2 separate regions of the Macaca mulatta genome follow, and region 1 is linked to region 2. Evidence: chromatin contacts called from public Hi-C data. All regions are on one chromosome and are shown on one strand. The core of a region is the stretch at or near the end of the contact, and the rest is flanking DNA. Distances in the headings are between cores, read along the strand shown. Region 1 holds the start of FFAR1 (free fatty acid receptor 1). Region 2 holds the start of USF2 (upstream transcription factor 2, c-fos interacting).

Region 1 (7,497 bases), core at 330-2,829, 86 kb before region 2:
TGGGGGGCACTCCCTGAGGCACAAGGAATGTGGCACCGGCCGGCTGTGTAACTTCCTTCTCTCAGCCCTGGGAATCCTCCCAGCCTTTCATGTTTCCCATTTGGGTCACCTGAGTCTCCCAGGAGGACCTAAGGAAGATTTCTAACCTCTCTGGATGCTCTCTCAGGTGTGCCCATGCCTGCTGGTGAGAAGCCAGCTCTGCTCTGTGATTCTGCCCCTGTCTCTCACTGTGCCCATGTCTCTGTCTGTCTGTCTGTCTGTTTCCTGCCTGAGAATGACAACACAGCCTCTCCACATCAGTTTTCTCAGGCATGTGTCGGTCACCTGACCACTCTGCCCCTTCCAAATTCCAGGTCTCCCATCATCAGCCTCTCTCTGTGTGGCCTCCTGGCAGCTCCAGTCACCAGGCTTCAGGGGGAACAGCAAGGGGGTCTCAGCCTGTCACTAACTCCCTCAAAGACACCATCTCACTGCTTTTCACACCTTGGAGTCACTAAATTGGTCCATGCTCTCCTTTTTCTCCCCCAGCGGGAGCCGCGCATGGGGTGTAGCACCCGCTGTGAGCAGAGAATCGGCCTCCTACTGTTCCGTCTGTTGTTGGGAACCGAGAAAGGGACAAAACCGAGGAAGAATCCAAAGCAGTGCCATTTCCCCTCCTATAGCAAAAGTGAAGCCCCGGGGACCTGTTGGGTTTTCCAGATCATCTCTGCTTTGGCTCCACCCACCTGGCGTCTGGATCTTTGCCCAAGGTCACCTCCTCCAAGGGCCTTCCCGGGTGCCTCAGCCACACTGATCCCTCCCGTGAATCTCACTTTTGTTGTCTGTCTTCAGTGCGACATCGTCTTGGCTGGCTCCTGAGCTAGAATGCCGGGCCTCCTGAGGGCAAAGGCTTTGGTCTGCTTTGTTTACTGCATGTTGCACAGCAGGTGTTTGGGAACCTAATTGCACGATCCATTATCTGGACCCTGGGAGGACGGTGAGAGCTGGGGTTGTGGAGGGCGGCGGCTTGCGTCTGGAGTCCTGGCCGCCCAGCTTCCTGGGCACCTGTTCTTCATGCTTCAGCAATGTCTATTGATGGCCACATCTCATGGTCAATCAGCCATGTAGTAGGTTTATGTCAGCAGCTGTGCTGAGGGACAGGGTGGGAAGGGGAAGACGCTCGATGGTTGCCAGGGAGCCTGAGCCAGGCCCTTCAGGCTTAGGACTGCCTCAGCTCCCTTCAGGGGGTCTTGCCTTAAAAACCCTTGGCAGCCCTAGACTACAGATCCCCAAGGTTGGTCCTATGCCTTATCTTTTTGGTGCCCTAACAACTGGCTCTGTACTGGGTGCATTTCCAGGTGCTCAGTATCTGTGTGCCGAGTAAATGAAAAAAGGGTTGAATGACATCAGACCTCATTTTGGGCACAGACACCCCAATACCCTCCCTGTCTCATTTAAACAGTTGTTGTTGTTGTTGTTGTTGTTTTGAGACGGACTCTTGCTCTGTCACCCAGGCTGGAGTGCAGTAGTGTGATCTCGGCTCACCGCAACCTCCACCTCCTGGGTTCAAGCGATTCTGCTGCCTCAGCCTCCCAAGTAGCTGAGATTACAGGTGGGAACCACCATGCCCGGCTAATTTTTGTATTTTTGGTAGAGAGAGGATTTTGCCATGTTGGCTAGGCTGGTCTTGAACTCCTGATCTCAGGTGATCCGCCTACCTCGGCTTCCCAGAGTGCTGGGATTACAGGCGTGATCCACCACGCCTGGCCTTTAAATAGTTCTTAAAGTCTCACCTGCCTCCAGAAAAGTTAATGGTGCTCATGAGAAATCAAACAAGGGACAAAGTGGATTGATGGGGAGATCAAGGCCTCCCTGCACCATAATTCCTAGAGTTACCATCCAGGTACTGAGCAGAGATGGGAGGGAAAGGAGGATGGGAAAGGAAGGTGGCAGTTTGGGGAAACCTGCCACATGCCAGGAGCCGATCTCCTTGATGGTCAGATAATCACACCCCTGCCCTCTAAGGAGAATGGGCCCCTTTGCCGAAGCAGGTGAATGGGTGGAGAAAGATCAAACCTGAGAAGCGAGAGGGGAGCTGGGGCACCTAACTGGAAAGTCTGAATCAGTGAAGAGAATTAGGGAACGGGTGCAGAGGACCTTGAACGACAGATAAGCTGTGAGGTTTCTCAGGGTGGCTGGTCTTCAGGACTTTCTCTGGCAGCTATGGGTTGTGCAAGAACTGAGTAGCGTCACTTTTGGGAAGAGCCGATTTGAACTGGCTTCCCCTTTTCACATTCTTCGAGAAATGCAAATAAAGGACGGGGGTTTGTTTTCTGGGGGACTTTCAGTTTCTGTGCTGGGTCTCAGTGTGGCTCCAGCATATATAAGACGATGCCTCACTTCCTATCGTGGGCCACCTGCGTGGTAGGCAGTGGTCTCTCCCTCTCCACTTTACAGATGGAGAAAACGAGGCTCAGGCAAGCTGGTGAACCCTGCCAAGATCACCGGGCTAGTTAAGCCAAAGAATCAAGATTCAAGCTCTCACGCTTGTCTGCCTGCAGAGCCAGTATGCTTTTCCTAACAAGACACCAGACTCTCTAATCTGCTGGTCTGATCACTAAACCACGGTGACTCCATTTCCTTCCCCCCAGGCCCCGTGAAGCCTTTCCCCTCTCCTCATCCCCACTCTGACTCCACAGACTGAAAAGCGTTCGCTGGTTCTTTGAAGTGGCATCTGAGCCATTTTTATTGTGAGCTCTGTCTCCATGGCATGTTAATCCATACCAGTGTGTCCGTCTCAAACCCGGAGTCCTTGGAGTCAAGGGGCTGCTGTTATGTACGCCTCCCTGTGCAATGCCTCACTTCCAGAGGGGAAGCCAGGCCAGAACCGGGCCCTTTCCTACTTCATTTCTGTCCTTTTCTGGGCTCTCCCCCAGAGGCAGAAACTGGGCATAGTATTTGTGACTGGGGATGTCAGATCAGGGGTAGGGGACCAGAGAGATGTAGAAGGGAAGGAAAAATGATGACAAGCAGATCCCAGGAGGGACACAAGCTGCTGGGGGTGGGGGTGGCCAGTGGCCATGGTGGGGGCAGGGGGAGGTGTGCATGTCAGGGCAGGTGTTTAGATGGGTTTCTGGGTAGCAAGGAGCTGGGTGGAACAGAACAGGGACAGGAGCTTTGGAGTGTTGGGGTTACCCTCACCGAAAAGGCTGGCTCTGAGCCAGGCACAAGGTTCTCCACAGTGAGCATGTGTGTGGTGTGTGTGGTGTGTGTGGTGTGGCGTGCGCGCATGCGCATGCGCGGAGGAGGAAGCCATGTGGTGGTGTCTGGGGAAGCTCTGGGACTTCCCTGGCCCCTGCTGCCCCCAGCGCCTCCGCCGCAGTCCGTCCGGTGTCAGTGCTTGACGATCACATAGTCCACATTTTCTTGTGCCTGAGGCCGCTCCCCGAACCCAAACTGAATCAGCTCTGAGTAATGAATTCCCTCATCTTCTGGAAAATCTGGAATGACGTTCTCATAGTCGCCCTGAGAAAACCACGTGGTGGTCAGCCTGGCCCCGCTGTCGCCAGCCTCCACCGCTGCTTTTCTCTGCATTCTCTCCTTCATTCCACCTGGGGCTCCAAAAGCCCAGGCGGGCGTCCTCGTGTCAGGAAACTGGCTGTGGCCAGTATCCAGGACCCAGAGGTACCTGCCTGGCTCTGACCCGCTCTGCCAGAGCAACCGTCTCCAACACCCAACCTCTGCCACGATGGATGCCTACCCAAGTCCTTCCTATGTGGGACCCACCGCTGAAGCCAGGCGTCTGTCCCCAGCCTTCCACAGCCCCACCCTCCTTACCACCTGACGCTTCTGCAACACTGAATAAGTGACTGTGTCATCGCAGTCTGGGGGAGGTCTCTGCAGCTCGGAGGTCTCTGCATCTCTGAGAGGGAGGGCAGACAGATGACCACGTATGAAGCATCTCCCATGAACTCTCCTCCCTCTCAACACCCAGAGCCCCCAACAGCACCCCAACCTCAGCCCCTTATGTAAAACCTGAGGCCTCCCCAGTGCCCAAAGCTCACAGCAGGAGCTCGTGCAAATGTGTGTGCAGGGAGTAGGCGTGGGTGTGTATCACGAGGTCTTGACCTTTGTGATAAGAACGGACTGGGCATGTGCGCTGCTGACTTGAAGAAGCAGGTCCACTTCCGGAGACTGGCCCTTACCCAGAGGCTTGTTATGGAGCCAGAATAAGGCAGTGCATGTATCAGGGTGCCTGGCATGGGCCTGGCACAGAGGGCAGGCGAGACAAGAGCTTTTCCTCCTGCCTCCCTCCCAGGGTGCAGGGTCACCCTCCTGGTACCCTCAGTACCCAGTTCGTGGTGTGTTCGTCTCGGGAAAGCGCAGGGTGGCGTAGCTAATGCCATCTTCCATCATCGGATTGTAGCATCCCAGGGAGTGGGGACCTTCAGAGAGGGGGGTCCTTCTAACCTGGGAGGGAGACGAGGGTGAAGTGCTAACCACCTGTTACCCAACCCTCGTCCCCTTCCCTGGCCTCTGACAGCCCAGGTCTCCCCAGAGGACATTTTATCTCCTTCCTTCACCTTGTTTCCCCACTCAGCTTCACGGTCTGCCTCGTGCCTATCCTTTTTTTTGGTGGTGGGGGGCAGAGTCTCAGTCTGTCACCCAGGCTGGAGGGCAATGGCACGATCTTGGCTCACTGCAACCTCCGCCTCCCGGGTTCAAGCGATTCTCCTGCCTCAGCCTCCTGAGTAGCTGGAATTACAGGCATGCACCACCACGCCCGGCTAATTTTTAAAATATTTTTGGTAGAGACGGGGTTTCACCATGTTGGCCATGCTGGTGTCAAACTCCTGACCTCAGGTGATCCACCTGCCTCAGCCTCCCAAAGTGCTGGGATTATAGGCATGGGCCACCGCACCCAGCTCCATCCTACCTTTTTGTTCCTCACAAAGAAGCTCTGGCCACTGGAATTCTCCTGAAGCCCCTGCTGGCTCTGTGTCCTCTTCCAACTGAGAAATAAAAGCACAGGTGTGAGGGTCAGGGACTCCACAGGCTGGAGGCTTCGAGATGGACACGGGTCTCTGCCAACGGAAAGAGGAGGTGGTGGGGGGCAGCAGGAGCTCACCGTCGCTGGACCTTGAATCCACACATTGCCAGGATGAGGATGGCCAGGCAGGACCCGAGTCCCACAGCCACTCGCCTGCCAATGGTCTGCGGGCTATCTGGGTGGAGAAAGGAGAGACCTTAATCAGCTGAGAGGCCAGCTCTGCCTGGCAGCCTTTGCCTGGAAGGCATCCTGGACTTCTCTCCACAGCCAGACTTGTTCTTCTCCCCTGCATGCATGGGACAGGGGTGCAGAGGAAGAGGGTGACACCGGCCCCTGCTTGCTCTGGGCCTCCCTTTAGGAGGAAGGCACTAATTCTCCTGAGGAGCTGCTTTTCCCACAGGCACGGCACGCCCAGAGCCTGTGACCCACACTCGCATGAATGGGTGCAGCTCTTCACAGCAGTATGGCTGTGTGATCAGCTCTGAAAATGCACCTGTCTTCCACCCAGCAATTCCACATGGGAATGCATCTTGCAACTGTCCTTGCAAGCATGCCCAAAACAAGAGGCTGCAGACCTAGGCCCTGAAGAGGGCACTGGGAGGAGGATGTATGCAACCTTCATATGCGAGGACTCCATGGCCCTGGGAAAAAGAGGAGGCTGTCAGGCTGTCTGCAGAGGGGACACCCAGGGAACAATGGTTTTATATGATGGGATGTGTCTGTTAGATTTCTGATAACATGTTCCAGATATTTTCCTTTGGCCTTCAGTTGTGCTGGTGATGGTTCCCTAGATTGACTGATTGATTGATCGAGACAGAGTCTCGCTCTTTTGCCCAGGCTGGAGTGCAGTGGTGAGATCTTGGCTCACTGCAACCTCCACCTCCCGGGTTCAAGTGATTCTCCGGCCTCAGCCTCCTGAGTAGCTGGGACTACAGGTGCGCACCAGCACACCCAGCTAATTTTTGTATTATCGGTAGAGATGGGGTTTTACCATTGGCCAGGCTGGTCTCGAACTCCTGGCTTCAAGTGATCCACCCACCTCAGCCTCCCAAAGTGCTGGGATTATAGGCATGAGCCACTGTGCCTGGCCAGGTTCCCTCAATTTAAGGCCATGTTTCCAATTATTAATCTGAAAAAGTACAATGAATTAATTAAATATGTTTCCTATGCTTCCAGATTCTTTTCTGTTGTTGTTATTGTTTTGTTTGTTTATTTTTTAAAAAATTTTTTGGTATTTTTTGTAGAGATGAGGTCTTGCTATGAGGTATGGGCTATGTTGCCCAGGCTGGTCTCGAACTCCTGGGCTCAAGTGATCCTCCCACCTCGGCCCCTCAAAGTGTTGCGATTACAGACATGAACCACCACGCCCAGGCTCCAGACTTTAGACACTCTGTGTATGCATAGATACAGAACAATGTCCAAGCAGTATTATTACATGGAAAAAAGCAAAGAAAATTCCTGGGCAAAGTGTGAGCTCTGCCTCGTCTGTGTCACGAGGAAGGGCGTATGTGCACAGACCTCTGTATGTGAATTGTGTGTGTGAAATATACCCCTGGGGGGAGATGGGATGACTGTGTGCAGTGAGGACCTTTGGTGGGGATAAGAGTCCTTGGGGATCAAGAGTGAGCCGCATCTGCCTTTCCACTATTTACCCTTTCATGCTTACATTTTATTTCTTTACCGTGTGCTTGTATGATCTGTTTAAAAATCACTCAAGTCAACTACTCTGGAGGTCAAGGCAGGAGCATCACTTGAGCCCAGGGGGTCGAGGCTGCAGGAGCTGAGATTGTGCCACTGCACTCCAGCCTGTGCAACAGGGTGAGACTCTGTCTCAAAAAAAAAAAATCATTTACATCTTAAAAGATAAAAACAAGGAGGTTGTCAGGGCTGAGAGAGACAGAGTAGTCAGAGAGAGAGAGAGAGAGAGAGAGAGAGAGACAGGGACTCAGTAGGCGCTCAGGACATCTGGAAGGTGGAGCAGCCTGAGAGGGGACCCTAGACGGAGGCAGGAGAGACTGCAGGGGAGGTAGAAAAAGGGAGAGACGGATGACGCAGGACAGGATGACTTCTCCAGCACAGTGGCAGGTGGCCTGGAGCAAGGGGTGTGAATGGGAAAGGGGACAGTGAGGTGGGGAAGAAGGGGCCAGCTGGTCTGGAAGGCTTTTGGGGAAGTCACAGGAGCAGACAGGGCCAGAGAGGAACCTGAGAGGAAACAGGGAGGAACTAAGGGCACAGTGGCTCATGCCTCTAATCCAAGGGCTTTGGGAAGCTGAGGCAGAAGGGTCACTTGAGGTCAGGAGTTTGAAACCAGCGTAGGAAACATAGTAAGACCCCATCTCTACAAAAATGTAAAAGTTGGCCGGGTGGTGCATGTCTATAGTCCCAGCTACTCAGGAGGCTGCAGCAAAAGGATTGCTTGAACCCAGGAATTGGAGGCTGCAGTGAGGTGTCATTATGCCACTGCACTC
Region 2 (7,080 bases), core at 100-2,599:
TCCTGTGTCTCAGACAGCCCTGGAACATGGCAGGAGGTCAGCGATCACTTGCTGAGCCAATCCGTTTTGCACTCTAAGAAACTTTCCTCTTAGACACATCATTCCCATTTTGCAGAAAAAAAAAATTCCAAGAGCACCATCCCCAGGTTTCAAGGTGCACAAGAGGAATCTGACCCCATGCAGCCTGAGGCTTGAAGGCAGCATCTCCTGGGCGACACCTGCCCCACCCCCGGGGATCCCCAAGAGCAGAGCCAGTGTCCCCTCTCCACCCCCCGTCCAGGGGTGGCAGGGCACCTACCAGCGGGAAGGGCGCTGCAGGACCTGGGGGCACAGAGGCAGCGGCGGGGCCCGGGCGCTGGGCTGCCCCGTCCACACCCACCTGGGTCACAGCCTGCTGCCCCCCCGCGAAGGCAGCGGTGGACACGACGCTGACGGCGCCAGTCGTGTCGCCCTGGCCGTCCAGCTGACCATCAGTCACCTGGACTACGCGGTATGTCACCTGCAGGGGGCGGCAGAGCGGCGAGGCCGGCGCTGGGGCCAGGTCCGAGCCTTCCCGGCGCGCCCGCCCGCCCGCCTGCTCGCTCGCTCGCTCGCTCGCCCGCCCTCGCGGCCCGCAGCTCACCTGTCCTCCATTTGTCTCTGTGCGGAACTGGTACTGGATGTTGTGGTCGCCGAACGCCGCCTGCTGGACGCTGGTGATGGCCACCGCTGTCTGCTCCTCCGCTCCTGGGCCGTCCCCGCCTGGGGCCGAGGAGGGTCGGGGCACGATCACGGCCGCGCCGGGCGCCCCCAGCCCTCCCCGGGCGCGGCCGGCCCCGCAAACACTCACCTTCCTGCAGCTCGACACCCTCCTCCGCCTCGGGTCCCTTGTCGTGGCTGCCGGGGGCACAGGAGGGAGCGGGATGAGCGCGGCTCGCGCCCCCGCCCCCGTGCCCAGCTGCAGGGCCCCCGTCCCTCCCGGCTGCGCCTGAGGCCGGGGGCGCTGCCGGGGCCGGGGTCTGGGGGCGGGAGACGCCGGGTCCCCCCCCGCCTCGGCGGCCTCCATTTTGAGCCGGGCCCGCGGCCGCTCGGGATCATGGCGGCCCCGGCCTGCAGGCCGCGGGGCCGGGGCCGGGGCGCGGGGGCACGGCCAGGCCGGGGATCTTACCTGGCGGCGGCAGCAGCGGTAGCCGAGGCAGCGGGATCCAGACCCGGGTCCAGCATGTCCATGGGGGGGGCGGGGGCGGGGGGGGCGCGGGGCCCGGGGGGGAGGGGAGGGGAGGGGAGGGAGGGAGGGGAGGGGGCGGGCGGCCGGGGGGGCCCGGAGCCCGGCGCTCACGCCGCGCGGCAGGAGGGGACGGAGGAGATACGGGAGCCGCTCGCGCTGATCACGGGGACAAACAGTGGGGTCATGTGAGGAGGAGATGCCGCCGCCGCAGCCGCCGCCGCTCCTGCAGCCGCTGCAGCCGCCGCCGCCTCCGCCTCCACCCGCCCGCCGGCTCCGGGCGGCCCGAGGCTCCGGGACGCCGCGCGGCCGCCCCCAGCCCGCCCGCCCGCCCGCCCGCTGCACGCGGCCCTCGGGCCTCCTTCCCTGAGCAGCCGCCGCCGCCGCGACTTTTTTTTTTGAACACGGCCCGCCCTGGCTGGCCGCCGCCGGTGCCCTGGATCGCCGGCTCGCGCAGCCGCCGCCCGGCCTGGCCCAGTCCGGCGGCGGATCGCTGCTGCAGCCGCCGCCGCTTTCTATTTTTCCCCCTTTTTTTTTTCCTCCTTTACTTGAGCTGCGCGCGCGCGGCGGCGGCGGCGGCGGCGGCGGAGGCGCGAGCCCGGGGCGGACGCGCGCTGGGGGAGGCGGCCCGGGAGCGCGCGCGCTGGCTGTCTCCGGGGGCGGGCGGGCGCGCGCAGGCCCGGGGCTCCGCGGGGCGCGAGGTCGCCGCGCGCCGCCCGGGTGAAACGAGGGTCCGGATGGAACGTCGGGGAACCCGGAGCAGGGGCTCGGGTCGCCGGGGGCCAGGTGGGCTGCCTGAGTTTGGAGACAGTAAAGTAGGTCGGTGGGGGGTGGGGGGATGGGCTGGAATGGGAGAGGGGCGCGCGCGCGCGCTCCCGGCAGTCGGCCTGCGGAGCGCGAAGGCGGAGGACCGGGGCGCATGCGCACGCCTGGGCGGGGCTGGGGCGCGCACGCAGGCGGGCGGCGGCTGCGCGGCGGGGCACGTTCTCCGGCCGGCGGCGCGGGCGCGGGCGCGGGCCGGGCCAGGCTGGGTCTCTCCTTCCCGGCCCGGGACTCCGGCGCCCCCGGGACGCGGGGTTTACAGACACACACGGGAGCAGTCCCCGTTCCCCGCCCTACGCGGCTGAACAAATGGTTCTCTCCAGAGCTTGTGATTATACGTTTTATTAGACTCGGGAGGGGCATGGCAGGGCTTCATCAGTGTTCCTTCAAATTAAAAAAAAAATACAAAAGCTACGTAGAAAACGTCAGATCAGACGACTAAACTTTCCCGACTCAGGGCCAGGTTCTGCAAGGGAGAAAGGAAGAAGGGTATGAGCCGCGGGGACCGGCTGGGGACCCAGGGACGATCTGGACGCCAGGGAGGGCGGCCCTCACCTTCTTGAGCCTGCGCTCGCGGGACGCCTGCGAGTCGGTCTCCGAGTACGGGGGCGGCGCGGGCGGATAGTAGGCCTCTTCCTCCTTGTAGGGTCTCCGTCTCTCCCCCGACCCCTTCTTCTTCACGGCCTCCTCCAGTAGCCGCCCATCATAGGGGGGGTCCCCGGACCTGGAGCCGTTGTCCCGAGGGTCCCGGGTACGGTGGTAGTGGGACCTGGGGTCGGCAGGGAGGCGCTCCCGAGACCTGATGTCGTCGTAGTGAGGGTCCCGGGAGCGTGGGAAGTCTCTCGAGTCTTCTTGGTCATAGAGGTCGTCCCGGCTGCGGCTCCGCGGGGGCATGTAGGCCCGGCCTCTCCTCCCACCACTACTCGGGGGAGATCTGCTCCCTGACTCGGCGGAGCTTGGCGGGGTGAGGTCGTCCAGGGCGTCCACGGAGCGGGCCCGGGGCCGCCTGGCCCGCCAGCCCCCGCCTGCCTGCTCCCTGGGGGTCTCTGGGTCCCATCCCCTGGGACTCCGGGGGGAGTGGCCACCCCACTCCTCATCCCGGATCGGGGTGAGGGCAGGGCCCCGAGGAGGCCGAGATCGCCAGTCGTCCTCATGGAGGGAGGTGACTTCACTCATGGCTGCAGGGAAGGGGGGGTGTCACTGACTACTGGAGGAGCCCAGGTTTGCCCAGGTCCAGGGTTTGCACCAAGAGTCCCTGGGGCAGGTATCAGGGAGACATGCTTCCCCCCTCCCCCCCGCAAGCTTAAAAGCCGTCAGACCCCAAGGCTCCTGCTCACCCCGCTCCACACGGCCATTGGGGGGGCCAGGTCGAGAAGGGTCGAAATTGGCCAGCTCCTTCTCCATGTAGTACAGGACCCGCATGGAGTCATCTTGCTGGCTGGCCTGAATCCTGTAGCCACTGCGGACTTCTAAGGACAGGGTGGTGGTGGTCGGTTTGGGAGGATGGATCCTGGCCCAGCCCTCTCCCTTACAGGCACATCCAACTTTGGGATGATGGATTCTCACCAGAGGCCACACTGCTGTCTGTGTCCCGAAGCAGGGGTACGTAGGAACCTTGGCCACCAGCTGGGGGAGAGTGGCTGTCAGCTGCTGCTCACCAGGAGCAGAGCCCCTCCTCGGCTCCCAAGACCCTCTTCCTTCCAGCCCCTGCCCCTCAGTGTCCAGATGCCCAGCACACCCCCACCAGCTGTTCCTGCTTCCCCCAGCCTCACCTGAGCTACTCCTGTCGAGGTCCCCAGGGTACCCTCCAGGGTACCCGTTGTAGGCAGGGCCCATGGGAATCACAGTTGGTAGGGGCGGGGTCTTGGCGGGAGACAGGTGGGCATAGGTGCTGGGGGCATAGATGCTGGGAACACCTGAGGTGGCTGCTTTGCCGGCGGCATACACTGTGAGGACACAATGAACATGAGAAGGCGGGTGGGGCAGGAGCCAGGCTGCCCCATACCCATTGGCTTTCAGAGGGACCTGGGCCTGGACCTCCTTCCCAAGCCGCCCTCTCCACTGTAGAGCTTCCGTGGGCATCTGAGTCCCTGCTGGTCCTCATTCCATTTCTGCAGCATCCCTGAGGTTGGGGGACACCAGCTTCACAGAGACCCCACCCCACTTCCTGTGTGGTTTTTCAGAGGGTGCACACAGGCAGCCCACGGCCCCAGGGTGGCAGGACAATGTTTCATTTAACAGCATGGTGATTTGCCAGCGTTTGCCAATCAAAAGGTTTTACCTAAACTTCCAACTCCCCAGCTAACTTACTGGAAGAAGTGGCCACCCATGGTCTGTGTGTTTACAGGGCAACAAAGCTGCCCCTTTATATAAAGCCCAGGTGCTGCGTCCACCACTGTCCCCACAAGCCAAAATCATGTATCCTCTTTGGCGGCCAAGCCCCTGCTCTAGAAAAAATGAGTCATCTGGGAGACGTGCATCCTGCCCACCTGGTCACCTTCCAGACCGAGATGCAATGGCAGGAGCCTCAGGAGTTAACTTGCCTGCCCTGGCCAAGCAGCAGTGTCTCCTCCAGTGTTTCTAACTCATGGACTGCACCCATTCCTACCCGCCCTGTCAGGGTCTAGGCTTGACAGCTCGAGGCAAGATCCTCCTCCCTAGGGCAAGACGCTTGCAAAGTTCCTGGGCCCTAGGCAAGTGGCTTCCTCCCTGGGACCCCAACAGGTAAATGGAGGAAAGAGATGGGCCCAGAGAGGGTGCCTCACCTCTGATTTGGTTTGGAAGCAGAAGGCTAAGTGCACAGCCTAGAGGAAGCCCATTCATTAGCGCAGGCAGCCTGCAACTTCATCAGTGGCAGAGGCTGTGGCAGCAGCAGATGTAACAGGGCCTCTGCCAGAGAGTTAATGGGGTGCCAGGTTGGGGTAACAGGGTCTCCAGATGGAGGAAATGTGGTGTTGGGACCAGCATTTACAGTCCTGGCCCTAGCTCTGGTCTTGGTGGGTTCACTGCAAACTTGGTTGCAGCCCATCTGTGAAATGGACCTAACACTCACTGCCTGGGCAAAAAGCTGTCAGCTAAACACGACAAGAGGCGGGGGATGAAATGGCCTGCATAAGCCTCCAGGGAGCAGTGGAATTTTTTCAGGAAAGTGATCCTTTGAGGAACCAGGTTGCACACCACTGACTTCAATGACTATAAAATTAGCCAGTGACTTCCTTAATACCTACAACACCCCATGAAGTGGGGACCTAACAGAAGGAAACAGGACTCAGAGAGGGAAGGCTGTTTCTCTGGGGTCACTCTGTGTGCACCAGGGATCTGACTGGTGCCCTGGCCCTCAGTCACTACCGAGGCTGAGAGTGGCAGTGCCCAGCAGCTGGCAGACGTAGAATATTTTATATAGATCAGGTCCCATGCTCAATGGCGTGCACATGAGCTCACCGAATCCCCAAACGCACCCAGAGCGGTGAGCTTTGCCATAAGCCCCATTTCACAGGGGACGACACTGAGCTTTAGGGAGGGAAACTGCTCACTGGGCTTCTGAGCAGGAAGGTGTCAAGCAGGCCTCAGCTCTCCACCTGCCCACGCTTGCAAGGATTGCCTGGTACTTCACTGTTCATGTGTCTTGGACTGTGCAGAAAGGCCAGTCTACCCAGACACCCTCCTGAAGGAAACCAAGGACTGGCAACAGCTGTGGTCCCCGAGGAGGGGAAATGGGACAGCAGTTGGAGGGATGCTGAAGTGTCCATCAGTGCCACTTAGTGTACACGCTGTGGCCTGGTGTCCCGGGGCTGATGGCTGTGACCACGTCTATCAGCTCCTCTGTGAAAGTGTCCCGTTGGGATATCACAAACATTCACAAAAGAGAGGCAGGAGCAAGTCTTTTTCAATTGCACATGTCTGACTCCTCTCATAGAGTTAAGTCTCTCTCTCTCTTCTGTCTTCTCTTACCTTCCCCTGCTTGGTTTGCTTACTTCCCCTTTAGCTCTAGCCCCACAGCCAGTCCCAGCTCTCCACAGTACCCATGCTGGTGTGCTAGATATGACCCTAGACGTAGTAACTGGGCAAAATGTGCAGCATTCCTGTGGATATGTTTTCAAAAATTTGCTTAAATTTGGCCAGGCACAGTGGCTCATGCCTGTAATCCTAGCACTTTGGGAAGCCAAGGTTGGGGGGCGGGGCACGGATTGCCTGAGGTCAGGAGTTCGAGACCAGCCTGGCCAACATGGCAAAACCCTGTCTCTACTGAAAATACAAAAATTAGCCAGGCGTGGTGGCAGGTGCTATATCCCAGCTACTCAGGAGTCTGAGGCAGGAGAATAGCTTAAACCCGGGGGACGGAGGTTGCAGTGAGCCGAGATCACACCACTTCAGTCCAGCCTGGGCGACAGAGTGAAAATGTCTCAAAAAAATTGCTTAAGTTTAAGGCCAGGTGTGGTAGCTCATGCCTGTAATCCCATCACTTTGGGAGCCTGAAGCAGGATCACTTGAGGTCAAGAGTTTAAGACCAGCCTGGGCAACATAGCAAGACCCTGTCTCTACAAAAAAATTTTAAAAATTGGCTAGCATGATGGCACATGCCTGTAATCCCAGCACTTTGGGGAGGCTGACTTGGGAGGATCACCTGAGGCCGAGTTTCAGATCAGGCTGGGCAACATACTGAGACCCCGTCTCTACAAAAAACAACAATCAAAAAATTAGCTGGGCATGGTGATGTGTGTCTATAGTCCCAGCTGCTCTAGAGGCTGAGGCAGGAGGATTGCTTAAACCCAGGAGTTGGAGGCTGCGGTGAGCTATGATTGCACTACTGCACTGCCTGGATGACAGTGAGACCCTTTCTCTAAATAAAAAAAAATTTTTTTTGCTTAAATCATGTAGTGTTGTAAACCTTGTTTGGTTTCTTACCTTTTTCACTTAAGATTTGTTTTCTTTTTTCTTTTTTTGGGGGGACAGTCTCACTCTGTCGCCCAGGCTGGAGTGCAGTGGCGTGATCTCAGCTCACTGCAACCCCCACTTCCTGAGTTCAAGCGATTCTCATGCCTCAGTCTCCTGAG

What was found. Hi-C and Micro-C count contacts between places; a contact is called where the count stands out from the background.
Region 1: a Hi-C map of blood shows a contact between it and region 2, with 3 times the contacts expected there. The contact joins the promoter of FFAR1 here to the promoter of USF2 in region 2. A contact is called at or near these places in 2 of 14 Hi-C or Micro-C datasets (blood and cortical neurons).

The regions. Positions count from the first base shown.
Region 1 is chr19:46,621,213-46,628,709 of T2T-MMU8v2.0, reverse strand. FFAR1 (free fatty acid receptor 1) reads right to left here and starts at 1,579. Exons shown (of 4, transcript XM_077982205.1): 1 at 726-1,579. It overlaps CD22 (CD22 molecule), which reads right to left. Exons shown (of 17, transcript XM_077982154.1): 13 at 5,108-5,204; 14 at 4,916-4,991; 15 at 4,331-4,449; 16 at 3,817-3,901; 17 at 2,701-3,504. The coding sequence ends at 3,373.
Region 2 is chr19:46,535,480-46,542,559 of T2T-MMU8v2.0, reverse strand. USF2 (upstream transcription factor 2, c-fos interacting) reads right to left here and starts at 1,349. Exons shown (of 12, transcript XR_013410488.1): 1 at 1,148-1,349; 2 at 830-876; 3 at 623-741; 4 at 299-499. It overlaps LSR (lipolysis stimulated lipoprotein receptor), which reads right to left. Exons shown (of 10, transcript XM_077982169.1): 6 at 3,799-3,972; 7 at 3,593-3,652; 8 at 3,364-3,495; 9 at 2,582-3,204; 10 at 2,353-2,492. The coding sequence ends at 2,457. It overlaps LOC144337408 (protein FAM187B-like), which reads left to right and starts at 1,841. Exons shown (of 2, transcript XM_077982217.1): 1 at 1,841-1,990.